Linked DNA regions of Mus musculus: all the other regions are linked to region 3. The links are chromatin contacts, called in public Hi-C and HiChIP or PLAC-seq maps. All regions are on one chromosome and are shown on one strand. The core of a region is the stretch at or near the end of the contact, and the rest is flanking DNA. Distances in the headings are between cores, read along the strand shown.

Region 1 (3,830 bases), core at 28-2,527, 71 kb after region 3:
TATCCTCACTAGAGTTGCCTTGGTCATCATGTCTGTTCTCAACAATGAAACCCTAACTAAGACAGGCTCCACACACTGGATTTTTTAAGAATGCCAACCTAGCTGTCTGATCTTTTCATTTGCCTACTTGCTCAGAATCTGGCTACTAGGAGCCTAAGGACCAGACTCCAGGGGCAGCTCAAATAGGGGACAGAAGATTCACTGAGGTGTGATTCTGATTCCCATGTTCATGTCCTTGTCTTCCCATGAACTCACCCACCAAGTCTATTTGGGACTCATATATCCTATGACCTTCTCTGCCTCTGACCCCAAAGCCTAAACTTAGGTGCCCATCCTGGGGATAGTGAGTTTCTCAGATCCACTGAAACCCTGCAATCTGGGATGTAGGATGCACAGCTTGAGTTGCCAAAGGAGGGGAACACTGCCAGATCACAGTGGAACAGTGAAGTCCCCCAGGTCTGGGCAGCCCGGGCCAGACCATGTTCCACTGTGAGGAGACAGGCGCAAGGTTAGGACCCTGGGGAGGACACAGGAGCATCCATTTATCTGGGCAGTGCTGATCCCCAGGGCAGCAAAACCCATTGCCACTCCATGCTTCGGAAGTGGCTGGCACAGGCCCTGCCCACCTGTTCTCTTTCCCATTCCCGCTGGGAGGCTGGTACACACTGATCTGTACAACCCCAGCCCAGCCTCGTCTCGCCTCAGTGACTTCAGAAGCCTGGCCATATTACAGAACCAATAGACAGAAGAGGCCTGGGCCACAAGAATGCCACTACAGGGAGAAAAGATTTCGGGTTTTTTTTGTTGTTGTTGTTGTTGTTGTTGGTGGTGGTGGTGGTGTTTTGTTTTGTTTTTAATGAAGAGACGCCTCTTGTCTAAGGGGGGAGAGTGCAGCTCTAAGCTGTGTTCCTGAAATACCAGGATGTGTTCACCATCTCTTGCACTGTGACAGCCTCAGAACTGAAGGAGCTTTCAGAGAAGGCAGGGTGGAACTTACAACACTATAAACAAACATCCACAGTGCCTGCTTAGCTCCACTAGGAGTCGGTTAACAACTGTGTCTGCACTGGGGACTGGCGAGGTCAAATTAGCTGTGAACATCCCCGCTCTGGGCAAGGGACGTCCCTCCTCACTGAGAGCATGGGTATCTGAGTCCCAGGCACAATCTAAAACAGACAATGTCCTGTTTAGGGGTTTCTCCTAACAACCATGAGTGAGTCTGGCCCATTAAGACTGCACAGGCCTGCAGAGCCTTTCCTTGAACAACCCAGGTGAGGAACTTGCAGAAACAAAGGGAAATAGCGCCCTCTAGTGACAGATTTCTCAAAGACAGGGCCTCACTGTTGTTCCAAGAAAGGCCACCTGGGTTTCTCTCTGCTCAGAAGAAAGTGAAGGCAGGATCCCTCTGTATGTCTCCTTATCTCTGGCCTCAGTAGTCCCATAACCATGGTGACCCTCAGGGGTGACTTACAAGCACATTCCTTGTCCTGTATTAAGAACACACATTCTCAACAACATGACAATAGCAGCTCTGGCTCCTGATACACACAGCAAATGAACGTCTAAAACAAATCACCCTGCTTGATGCTGCTCCCTGGACCACCAGAGCATGTGTCAGGACCTAGGGAGCTCGGCAGACTCCCTGATGGGGTCAGTACAAGAGGAGACAACCTGATCCAGGTTTCTGCATCTCTTAAGGGTCTCTTCAGTAGAAAATGCACCCAGACAGGGAAAGACCAAAGAAACCAGATTACTGCACACCGTGTATTTGCAACTCCTGCTGGGCTTTCCCTCCCTCTCCCTGCCTCTTTCCTCCCCTGTCCCTTCTACCCCTGTCCATCCAATGCTCGTGGCTTAATTCCCTATCGGCTGTGAGTCAATTGACCCTCTGGTCCAGCAGTTCTCTGAATGTCGAGAGTCCCCTGGCTCTGATTATCACACACAGAATATTCCAGCTCCACTCTACTAGTGACACATCACAAGCCAGAAGAAAACTTGGAAGTAAAGGCTGGCCACAGGGAGAGAGGCCATATGTGGAAGAGCTGTATCTCTACACTTAAGTCCTCAGCCCTCTGCTTGGGAACGTGACCTTGTTCGGAAATCAGGCCACTGCAGATGGCGCTGACAGGTCGAGATGGAGTCCTGATCCAACATGACTGTTGTCCCCAGGAAACAGAGAAATTAGGACACACCTGCACATAGGGAGGGCACCATATGGGCATGAGGCTGCGGGTCAGAGTGTCACATCCGTCAGGCACAGAGTGACAAAGATGGCCAGTAAACTTTCAGAAGCTAGGGGACAGCACAGCAGAACAGTCACTTCACAGTACTCTATGGGGTCAACCCAACCCACAACTTCACGTTGGACTTCTGCCTTCCAGAACTATAGTCAGTACACTGGTACTCCGGCCATCCTGTGTGTTTTCTTCCTCCACCTCTGCTGACGTTCCACCATCTTCCACACCACTTACCTACTAATCATAAAGACAGGCATATAGGGCACAGGTACCCAACCCCCCCCCCCCAGCCCTCACTTCCATAGCAGACATCATTAATTGATTAAGACATACTAAGAATTGACAGAGGGCCCCAGAATCCCTCGCAATCCAGGAGTCCTGGAGACTGCACATAAAAATCTACCAGAGAGAGTTGGCATGACAACATAAGCCAACTCAGTGTTCTTAGACTAGTCAGGGCAAAGGCAGTATGTTTCCCCTTCAAATCTCTTCCACCCCTGAGCCTTGTACTTTGTAATCTGTAAATACTCCATGAGTTGTATACCTAACAAATACTTGCTAAATGGGTATATTTTAAGGTTCGGGTCCAGAAGAGACAAGAGAGTGACAGATAAATCTGATAGGACTTGCTGAGACATTTTCCACCATGAGTCAGGACAGCACCTCCTTCACCAACAACAAACATTTCTTCAACATCTGCTACCTCAGTGTGATGGTTTGTAATGCTTGGCCCAGGGAGTAGCACTGTTGGGAGGTATGGTCTTATTGGAGTAGGTGTGGCCTGGTGGGTGTGGGCTTTAATACCCTTGCTCTAGCTGCTTGGGAGTCAGCCTTCCACTAGCAGCCTTCATATGAAGACGTAGAACTCTCAGATCCTCCTGCACCATGCCTAGTTGCTGCCATTTCCCACCTTGGCGATAATGGACTGAACCTCTAAACCTGTAAGCCAGCCCGTTAAATGATGTCATTTATAAAAGTTGCCTTGGTCATGGTGTCTGTTCACAGCAGTAAAACCCAAACTAAGATGCACCTGCTCTATGAGGGCTGGGGTAGAGTTTGGATTCAATGGTGAAGCAAAGATCCTAAAATATGCACATCCCAGGAAACTGATGATCAACCATTGCTGGGGACAGGCTTCTTCAGTGGAGAAATTTGCTCACAGATTGGACTTTGAGCTCCCGTGACGCAGCTTTCATGAGTCGTTTGGGTGGGCTTTTGATGATGCAGATGCTCTCTTGACATTTACCCCAGTAAACTCACCAGCTCCATAGACCAGCCTTGTGTGGAATCATGTCCGTCTGGGATGAGCAGACATGTATCCACATCTCCCTGGAAAGAGCGACGCTGCACTTGCCTACCTGCCTCACTTCATCACAGAAGAGGACGAAGACCAGGGCGTAGAGGATCAGCTCGGGGGTGTGTGGCACTGAGTGGAAGTCCATGAGCAGCACATAGGCAAACAGCAGGAGGAAGGCGATGTAGAAGACCACGTTCCAGGAGAAGACCACGAAGGGCGACGTGAAGAAGGCCACATAGTACCACAGCAGCTTCTTGTGCTTGTCAATGGGTTTCTTCCTAGACAGAGTCAGAGGC
Region 2 (4,091 bases), core at 777-3,276, 82 kb before region 3:
AGCATCAGCAGCCATCCGTGTTCTGCAGCAGCACAGAGGAGGCCCGCACCAGAGCCTGACCATGCTGACAGGCTGACTGTGGACTGTAGGCTTTGGAATAACCAGAAACACATCTTTGTCACTTAGGATCCAGCAGGCCTGTTGCACTTTTATAGTCTCTTCACTCTAGTGGCCATCTCCTGCTGGGCTGGGACACTCAGCACCACCCTCCCTGGCATACCCCACTCTGTCTCCCAAAGCCTTGTTATTTGGTTCTCCACATTGCTAGTGAGGTCAGGTTTCCTCAAACCTCACCTCCCAGATCCAGTGTACTCTCAGCTCCAGGGTTTGGGGGAGCCTTGAGGTTCCTCATCTTGTTCCCCAGGTAGTTTTTCCTCCTTTCCTGCTAGGTGCTCATCAATGCTCCCTCTCTGCTGCCTTTGATGGAAGCTTCTGCAAGCTTCAGTGCCAACAGAGGTGTTGTTCCTCCCCTCAGCCAGCAATGGGGTCAAAGGATCGAATCATCCATTACTGTCGTGCAAACTTTCAGTTAGCAGAAGGCCACCCTATCCTCAAGATTCAATCCATAATTAATAGCAGCATGGACCTTCTTAGACTTGACAAACCTTGAGAATTGTTCTTTAATAAGAATGAAAGTCCTGTTCTATTTCCCCACCAGGGCAGGGGCTTCCTTCCTATTGATTGATATGTTCTTGCCTACACAGAAACTCTACCGAGTCGATAAGCATGGACAAAAGCTATATCTACTCCTCCTTACTCTAAAAAAGCAAGAAATAATATGTTTCCATGTGAAAGGGGAGGGGGCTGGAGAGATGGCTTGGAGCACTTCTTGTTCTTGCAGATGACGTGGGTTTGGCTCCTGGCACCTACATGGTGGCTGTGTTTCTGGTCATTCAAAAGCTTGGACGTCCACAGTCAGAGCATTAGCATCGTCAGGCTCTGTTGGCAGCCACATCCATCCATATAACTCCAGTTGCAGGAAGTCCAGCGCCCTCTTCTGACCTCTTCCGAGGGCCCCGGCCATGCATAGGGCACATAGACACACACAAGCAAAACCACTCACACATACAAAATAAATAAATCCTTAGAAGAAATAAAAATAAAAGGTATATAAGAATAATAAAACATAAGGAGTTTAGGCAATCTACGTTTACTATTCAAGGAAAATGGATGGTGAAACATCAAAGGCAGAAAGAAAGCTCATGTTAGAGCAGATAAGAGACAGTGTTAATGAAAAACAGAAACCATCACCAGGAACAAGTGGCAGTCTTGAGAAATACTGTCAGCTTATGTCAGCTTTGCCATCAATATAGGGAGCTGTTTTAAAACCAATAAAAAGGGCTGGGAATAGAGTTCCGTGCATAGAGTTCAATCCCCAGCGCCATGTAGACCAGACCTGCCCACACCAGACAGAGGAAGGAGGATTAGAAGTTCAAGGTTACCATGGCTACAGAGGGAGTTCAAGGCTGTCTAGGGAGACAAGAGATCCTACCTCAAAATATACAGTAACAGCACAACAAAAATAAATAATAAACAAACCTGTCATCCCACAACAACAACAAAAAAGAGGAAACTATTATAAGCAAAAAAATAAAGAAGCCATTTAATAAAAACAAGTAGACATGAAGCTGAATGTGTAAGTGTGCAGGTCCATGAGCACGTGACTGCGTGCAGATAATTAAGTGAATGTGAAAAGGAGGTCACTGAGGCTCTGCAGTGAGAGTTGTCGCCCCACTAAGAGCTGGGTGAATCTGTTCTGCAGCTTTCATGGTGAGGGCAACACCTTGTTGCTTCAGTCTACACACAATAATAGACTGTGTCCTTCCCCAAACTCCAATGTTGCTGACACAAATGTCTCTGGAGTGAGGGAGGGCCTGCGAGTGGGGATGAGGTGGGCTGACTCCTGTCTCCGGAATGGGATTGAGATTCTTGTAGAAGAGGAACCACACAGCAGCGTTTAACCCTGCTGACTCACCTTTGCTATTCAAACAGCCCTCATCATCCCATGCGCCACAGTTTGTAACTTCTAAGAAGGATGTCATCAGACCCCCGGCACAGTGGCCATGGACTTCCTGGTCTGGAGAACTGTGGGAAATGGGTTTCTATTTTTAGTAAACTACCCTCGTCTGTCCTCTTCTGTTACAGCAACAGAGACTAACTGAAACTGAAAGTTTCACCAAACGACCCCGTCTTCAAACTGGACACATGAGCAGCATATGCCTCTTCAGAGATGTTGCTATCATCAAAAGTGGAAAAAGGAGAAAGAGAAGGGCCTACTCTAGGCTGGACGGGGCCAAGGAGGTATGACAATTAAGTATGTACTGCTCCTAGATCAGGTCAGGGCTGAACACCACTACAACTGGTATGTGGACGATCAATGGATTTCATGTGCTTGCACGGTATGCAGTATTAGCCTGAAGACGTTTAATTGCTTGAGTTTTGTCGCAATTTTGGGATTTAAAAAAAAAAAAAAAAAAACCCAAAAACCAAAGTTGTATTTTAGGTGTCCTACTTAAATATTTTGAGACTAAATATTTTGGCAGTTACAATTTAAGCTCAAAAATGATTGGCCAGTGAAAAGGGGAAAAAGAGGAGGGAGGGGAGGATCGGGAAGGAGAGAGTAGGCCAGTACTCAGCTGACATCACAGACGGTTAACAATGGATGAATCTTAGGTGGAGAAAGAAATGTGTGTTCCTCAGATGGTAATTCTTGCAACTTTTCTATAGATTAAAGTATTTTTAAAATTGAAAATTATTATTTTAAAATAAATAGAAGTCCAAAGAAAGACAGATAAATGGATCAACATTGTTAAATAAATGACTGATAAACATTTAAAAATGAGAATCCCAGCTTTTAGTTACTAGGGTCAGGACTAAGAATATAAAAACAAATAGTGGCTCATTATAAAGGGCTACACGGCAAGAAAAATGAGCAACAGCGAAAGCTGAGTGTGGTCATGTGTGCCTGAAGTTCCAGCTCTTCAGAAGGGTGAGGTCAAAGGATCCAGAATCAAGCTTACAGAAGCAGCTTAGTGAGACCTCAGCTTAAAAACTAAAGAAACAAAATCAAAAGCCCAGTGGATACAGTGAGTGAGAAGAAGAATATGTCAGACAAAAGAGTGTAAACTCTGACTCCACTTACCCAAGGCCACAGAGGGGCCTGAACTCAGCAGAAGCCAAGGCCTCAGATGGGCTTCCGGGCAGAAGCCAGGGCCAGAGACCGGGCTTCAATGCACTGACAATCTTGCTCTTGTCCTGAGTCTGCCCACACTGGGAATTCCCTTCATTATAGATCCTTATTATTGATATTTGTGTTTACATGTTGCACTTCAGTAAAAATAATAAGTAGACATGACTAGGAAGCTGGGAAGATGGCTTAGTCAGTAAAGTGCTTGCTGTTCAGTTCAGAGTGCTTGTTAATCCTGGCACTGGAGAGGTGGCCATGAGTGCGTTCCTAGCAATCACTAGCCAAAAGGACAGAGACCTTGTCTCAAAAACCGAGATGCACAGATCATGGGGAATAACACCTAGGGTTGACCTCTAGCTGCATGTGTGTACACACTCACAGACGCATACACATAAACATGCATGCACATGCACACATATGCATGTATATACACATACACAAACATACATACACTAAAAACAAGAGAAGAGAAACAGGGTGAGGCCAGCAAGATGACTCAGTAGACAAAGGTCTGTTGATAACAAACCTGGAGACCTGAATCCCATCCCGGAACTCCCATGGTGGGAGAAGAGAACTGATTCCAACCAGCTATCCTCTGGCCTCCATACCTGTGCTGTGGGACACACTGTAGGACCTGAGCTTGTGGCCATACACATACACTAAATAAATGTAATAGGTAAATAATAAAGAAAAAGTCTGCACGCAGGAGCGGTCTGTCACCTTAATCCACTCTCATGCATTTCGTGAAGCACCTTCAGGATAATTCCGCTGTTAGCGGTGGGGCTGGAAGAGGTGAGTCACCTTGAGAGTGCAGAGAGGTTTTAAGAGTAGCTTTGAGTAATTCCTGCACAAATACAAACCTGCAATTAGTCACCGACAACTAAGGCAGCCGAATGTTTGAATT
Region 3 (4,075 bases), core at 1,199-3,698:
GCAGAGCTAACCATCATCTATGCTGGGATGGCCACACTCAGATGCTACTATAGAAGTGAGTGGGAGCGTGAGATAGACCAGCATAACAAACAGAGCATAACAGTGAGGAGAAAGCCTGGCTCCTTTACCTCTGACTTAAGAGAACAAAAACACCTATCTGGTGTTTTGCAGTTGACTCACTAGAGGACGACACTATCAAAGAGTAAAGCCTGGAAACCCACCTCAGAACTCCACACCACATCCCACGCCCCGAGGGCACAGGGCAGAGAAAAAACAGACCTCAGCTGAGCAGGGGAAAGTCAGCCCTTAGAGGGCCACTCTCGGGGGGGGGGGGTATGGGGGTGTGGGGGTGTGGGGGTGTGGGGGTGTGGGGGTGTGGGGGTGGAAGATGCCTGATGTGGAGTCAGGAGGAGGAGGGGCTAGGACAGGCGTGGGCTTATGGTGAATGTGCACCTCAAGTGTGTGCATTTGAGAAATGCAGGGATCCCAGCTCATTTGCGTCTCTTACTGTCCTACCGCTCTGTGCAGATGCCTGTGTGGAGTGAGCTAACAGTGGAGACTGTAGCCACTGAGAATCCAGACATGTAACTGACTTATTCTTTTTGTCATGGGGATGAGATAACACGAGGCAGAGGAGGGTGGTGACTCTGCTCTCAAAGCTGCTGGGGTCTGATTAATCCAGTGTCTCATGAGGGCATGTTTTAGTTGTTGTTGTTGTTGCTGTTTGTTTGTTGTTTGGCTGGTTGTTGTTTTTGTTTGCAGTTCTGTTTTATTTTTAGATTATGTGTATACGTGTCTTACCCATAGATATAGTTGTGCACCACAATGTGCCTTGTGTCACATTGGCCAAAAGAGGGCATCTGGTCCACTGCAACTGGAGTTACAGAAGGTTGTGAACTATCAGCAGGTGCTGGGGATTGAACCTGAGTCTTCTAGAAGAGAGCCAGTGCTCTTAGCCACCGAGCCACCTCTCTAGCCCCATGTTGTCTGTTTTGAAATGAATGTTGGTGTTCCTCCCATGGGCAAGTTGATTCCCCATATGATGGTATTTGGAAGACAAGTTTAAATGAGGTCATGAGGCTCAGACTGGTGTCCTTATAAGAAGTGGAACCAGGGCTTGCCCTTCACTGTATGCAGTCATCTGCACGCCCTGAACTGAGCTCTCACCAGGAACCAAATTAATGACAGTGTGATCATGGCCTCCCCAGACACAGAGCCACAAAAACTACATTTCTGTAGCTTAAGCTGCTCACTCTGTGGTATCTGGTTATAGCAGCCCAGACAGAATAAGATATTTCTGGTTCTTTCCTATTCCTAAGTCATTCTGTAAGCCCCTGGGATGCACTACAACAGGAGATCATGTGCTACTTGGACTGGTGGCTGATGCTGTTACTATAGCAACCCCAGCTGGGGCCCTTGACCACACTGCACCTCTTGCAGGCTGTGCTTAGACTTCAAAGGTCACTGGGCTCTGCTCAGTGTCTAGAAATTTTATGTCCTCACCCAGATTCTCCTTTCCCTTCTCAGGCATCTAATGTAACAAGCATTAGACGGGGGAAAATGGAGGAAGAAGGGAAGGGGAGGGGAGAGGAGGAGAAGGGGAAGATAGAGTCAGTCTTGAAAACTCAGAATCAATCAGTCTAGTCAGATTTAACTCTAGCTTCATCCTGAAGGACTTGGTCTAGAACTGGGCTCCTCAGCAGCAAGGATTCAACCCTCAGAGTAATTCTCACCTCAAGACACTGACATTTCTCCTCCACAAACTCTCTCCAGTGATCAACAGCCAGCCCGTTAACCACCAAAGAAATGAGACCCACCATTGTAAGATGTGTGCAGAACTGTAAGATGCGCAATCAGAATCCCATCTTTTATTGCCAACCTGGGCACAAAAACCTCACAGGACGGAGAGTCTGAGGACATTCCCTCTAAACTTAAGGAAGACCTTGACCGACATCCAAGCCGAGGAAGCCCTCACATGGATGGGAACCAACCAGCCAGCTCTTTCCCACAAGAGTGTCCCAGGTGACATAGGGACAATATGGTGCATGCCATGTTGTCAACAGGCCAGGCCACACTGAGACATTCCAGGGATGGAACATGAGGGAAGCATTAACCTCTGAGCGACTTTTCATTCCCAGACGTGAAATGACAAGAGAGTAAACACAGCCCCACAGGGCTGTGTGCAGCAGATTCCCAGGACCTCTATAGAAGGCAACAGCTTGATGTGGCTGCTGATTCTGGGGGGAACGGGGGCGGGGAGGGGGAGAAGATCACTTCTGGCAGGTGACTCCCACACACCTGCCTCTGGAGAGAAGCCAGAATTTTTCTGCTGGAAGCCCGATGGTGGCACAATGACATTCTTGTAGCAAGGGTTGTCACTGTTTGTCTTGCTCTGTGGTTTCCACTGAGGTCAGAGTCAAAAGAGAGAGTCCTAGCACTGACTGCATTCCTCAGCCCCACCCCTGAGAACAGCTAAGGGGCTGGCTTGTTTAATCGAAAATACCTCACATCATTCTGAAGGGCCGTGATCACATCAGCTCTTGCAAACAACCTTGGCCGGGGACTCTCGGAGTCTATGAATCTCACCAGCTCAGTCCATCTTCCTAATGTCTCCACTGACGGCAGCAGCTGGCGAACCCAGTTTCTCCATCAACCGTGTTGATATTTTAGCTTGCTGGTGAATACTTGCAGAAAAGCTACCCTCTAAGAAGGCCTGGGCTACACTGCTGTGCATCTAGGCATGCTCAGTGCGGGTGCTGGCTCTCACTCTCCCAAGGAACAGACAGACTCACAATGACAGTTCACACCTGCCTCCGGCTTGCTCCAGTACCAATGACAATTGCGGAGCAAGGGCCACCCATTTCACACCTATGTATGTTTGCTGCTGTCTTCTCCAGAGGAATGTGGAAGAAATGTGCAGTAAATTCAAAGACTGGGAAATTACATAATTATGTAGATTCATAACAAAATTGTGTGTAAATTTTAGCCTATTTTGACCATAAGGGAAATCACAGCTGCCCTGCAGAGATGTCTACAGATAAGGACTCTGGTGGGCCCAGAGTGTGGGAGTTTACCAAGGTAGAGGGAGTGATTGGATTCAACTATAAAGGCAGAAGAGAGTTTATGTTTTATGAATGTTGGTTAAACATGTATCTTTAGAATATCTTCATCTCCTCCAGACCAGCGCCATTCCCCAACACGTTTTAATTCTTCAGTCTTCAGTACAACGTGTCTGTGTCTGAAACAAATACCATGACAGGATACAAGCAGGAGCCAAACCTGAAACACATTCAGTAAGTGCCAGGTAGCTGCATATAAGAAGCATTCTGTATAGCATCTTGACTTGCTGTCATTTTCAGAAGGCTGGCACAAGCAACTCTGTGAGAGTAGGTCTCACCACGAAGCTGAAGCTGGTCTCAAACTTAGAGTTCTCCTGTTTTAGCTTCTCAAGGGTCACCAACAAGCACTGCTGTGCCAACATGCTAAACTCTTAATGGGAGAACGGATGCCATCTCACAGTTTTACAGGCACACACATGTGCACACACACGCACACACACACACACACACACACACACACGACTCACACCAAACCACAAATGATGTCCAAAGGAGGCAGATTTGGGGATGAGCCCTATTCCCTAGGCGGGTTTGTTGGGAATGCCCACTTTGGAGGATATTTCATTCTGTAGCTAATTTATTAGACTAAGAAATCTAAAGGAATGCAGTAGTAGTATGTGGTGCTCCTATAGGCACAGTGGTCGATTGCAATGAGTCTTACTCTTTAGCCACTTAATCAATTTTTTTCTTAGTTAAAATCCATAAGCGCACAGAAGGCAGCGGAAGATCCTAGGTACCCTGCTCCCTCACTCCCTGCCTTATTTCCTTGAGAAGCATCTCTTGCTGAACCCAAAGCTCTATAGGCATGTGTGGCCATACCTAGCCTTGGTTTTATTTATTTATTTTTTTAAATAGATGAGATCTAGGGATTCAAACTCAGGTTCCTATGGGCATTGATCAATCCCACCCACTGAGCCGTCTCCCCAGTCCACTAAACTATTCTTGGAACAGTTCTA

Evidence for each region. A called contact is a pair of places that touch in the nucleus more often than the background predicts. HiChIP or PLAC-seq counts read pairs in DNA pulled down with a chosen protein or histone mark.
Region 1: a Hi-C map of pancreatic cancer cells shows a contact between it and region 3, with 3 times the contacts expected there. The contact joins two enhancer-like sites. A contact is called at or near these places in 1 of 39 promoter capture datasets (trophoblast stem cells), 3 of 15 datasets of contacts at CTCF or cohesin (the NIH/3T3 cell line and stem cell-derived epiblast-like cells), 66 of 484 Hi-C or Micro-C datasets (the AML12 cell line, the C2C12 cell line, the C3H10T1/2 cell line and 25 more), 9 of 115 datasets of contacts at active chromatin or transcription factors (T-cell acute lymphoblastic leukemia, differentiating embryonic stem cells, embryonic fibroblasts and 5 more) and 1 of 9 other capture datasets (adipose tissue).
Region 2: a contact with region 3 is called in a FOXA1 HiChIP or PLAC-seq map of pancreatic cancer cells. The contact joins the promoter of Glrp1 here to the enhancer-like site in region 3. A contact is called at or near these places in 1 of 39 promoter capture datasets (macrophages), 5 of 484 Hi-C or Micro-C datasets (embryonic stem cells, group 2 innate lymphoid cells and pancreatic cancer cells), 4 of 115 datasets of contacts at active chromatin or transcription factors (bone marrow-derived macrophages, embryonic stem cells, extraembryonic endoderm stem cells and 1 more) and 1 of 9 other capture datasets (adipose tissue).

Annotation. Positions count from the first base shown.
Region 1 is chr1:88,355,113-88,358,942 of GRCm38.p6, reverse strand. It overlaps Trpm8 (transient receptor potential cation channel, subfamily M, member 8), which reads right to left. Exons shown (of 27, transcript NM_134252.4): 18 at 3,596-3,812. Among named protein-coding and RNA genes, the nearest start is that of Gm51639, 25 kb to the right of the region's middle. Within about 2 kb of position 1,277, at least 21 of the 459 cell types and tissues checked have an H3K27ac peak or open chromatin away from gene starts, as enhancers often do. A contact at or near this core is called in pancreatic cancer cells, where this site is marked.
Region 2 is chr1:88,508,001-88,512,091 of GRCm38.p6, reverse strand. It overlaps Glrp1 (glutamine repeat protein 1), which reads left to right and starts at 2,026. Exons shown (of 3, transcript NM_008132.2): 1 at 2,026-2,301. The coding sequence starts at 2,206.
Region 3 is chr1:88,426,929-88,431,003 of GRCm38.p6, reverse strand. It overlaps a transcript of Spp2 not described here. Among named protein-coding and RNA genes, the nearest start is that of Spp2, 22 kb to the right of the region's middle. Within about 2 kb of position 2,448, at least 26 of the 459 cell types and tissues checked have an H3K27ac peak or open chromatin away from gene starts, as enhancers often do. A contact at or near this core is called in pancreatic cancer cells, where this site is marked.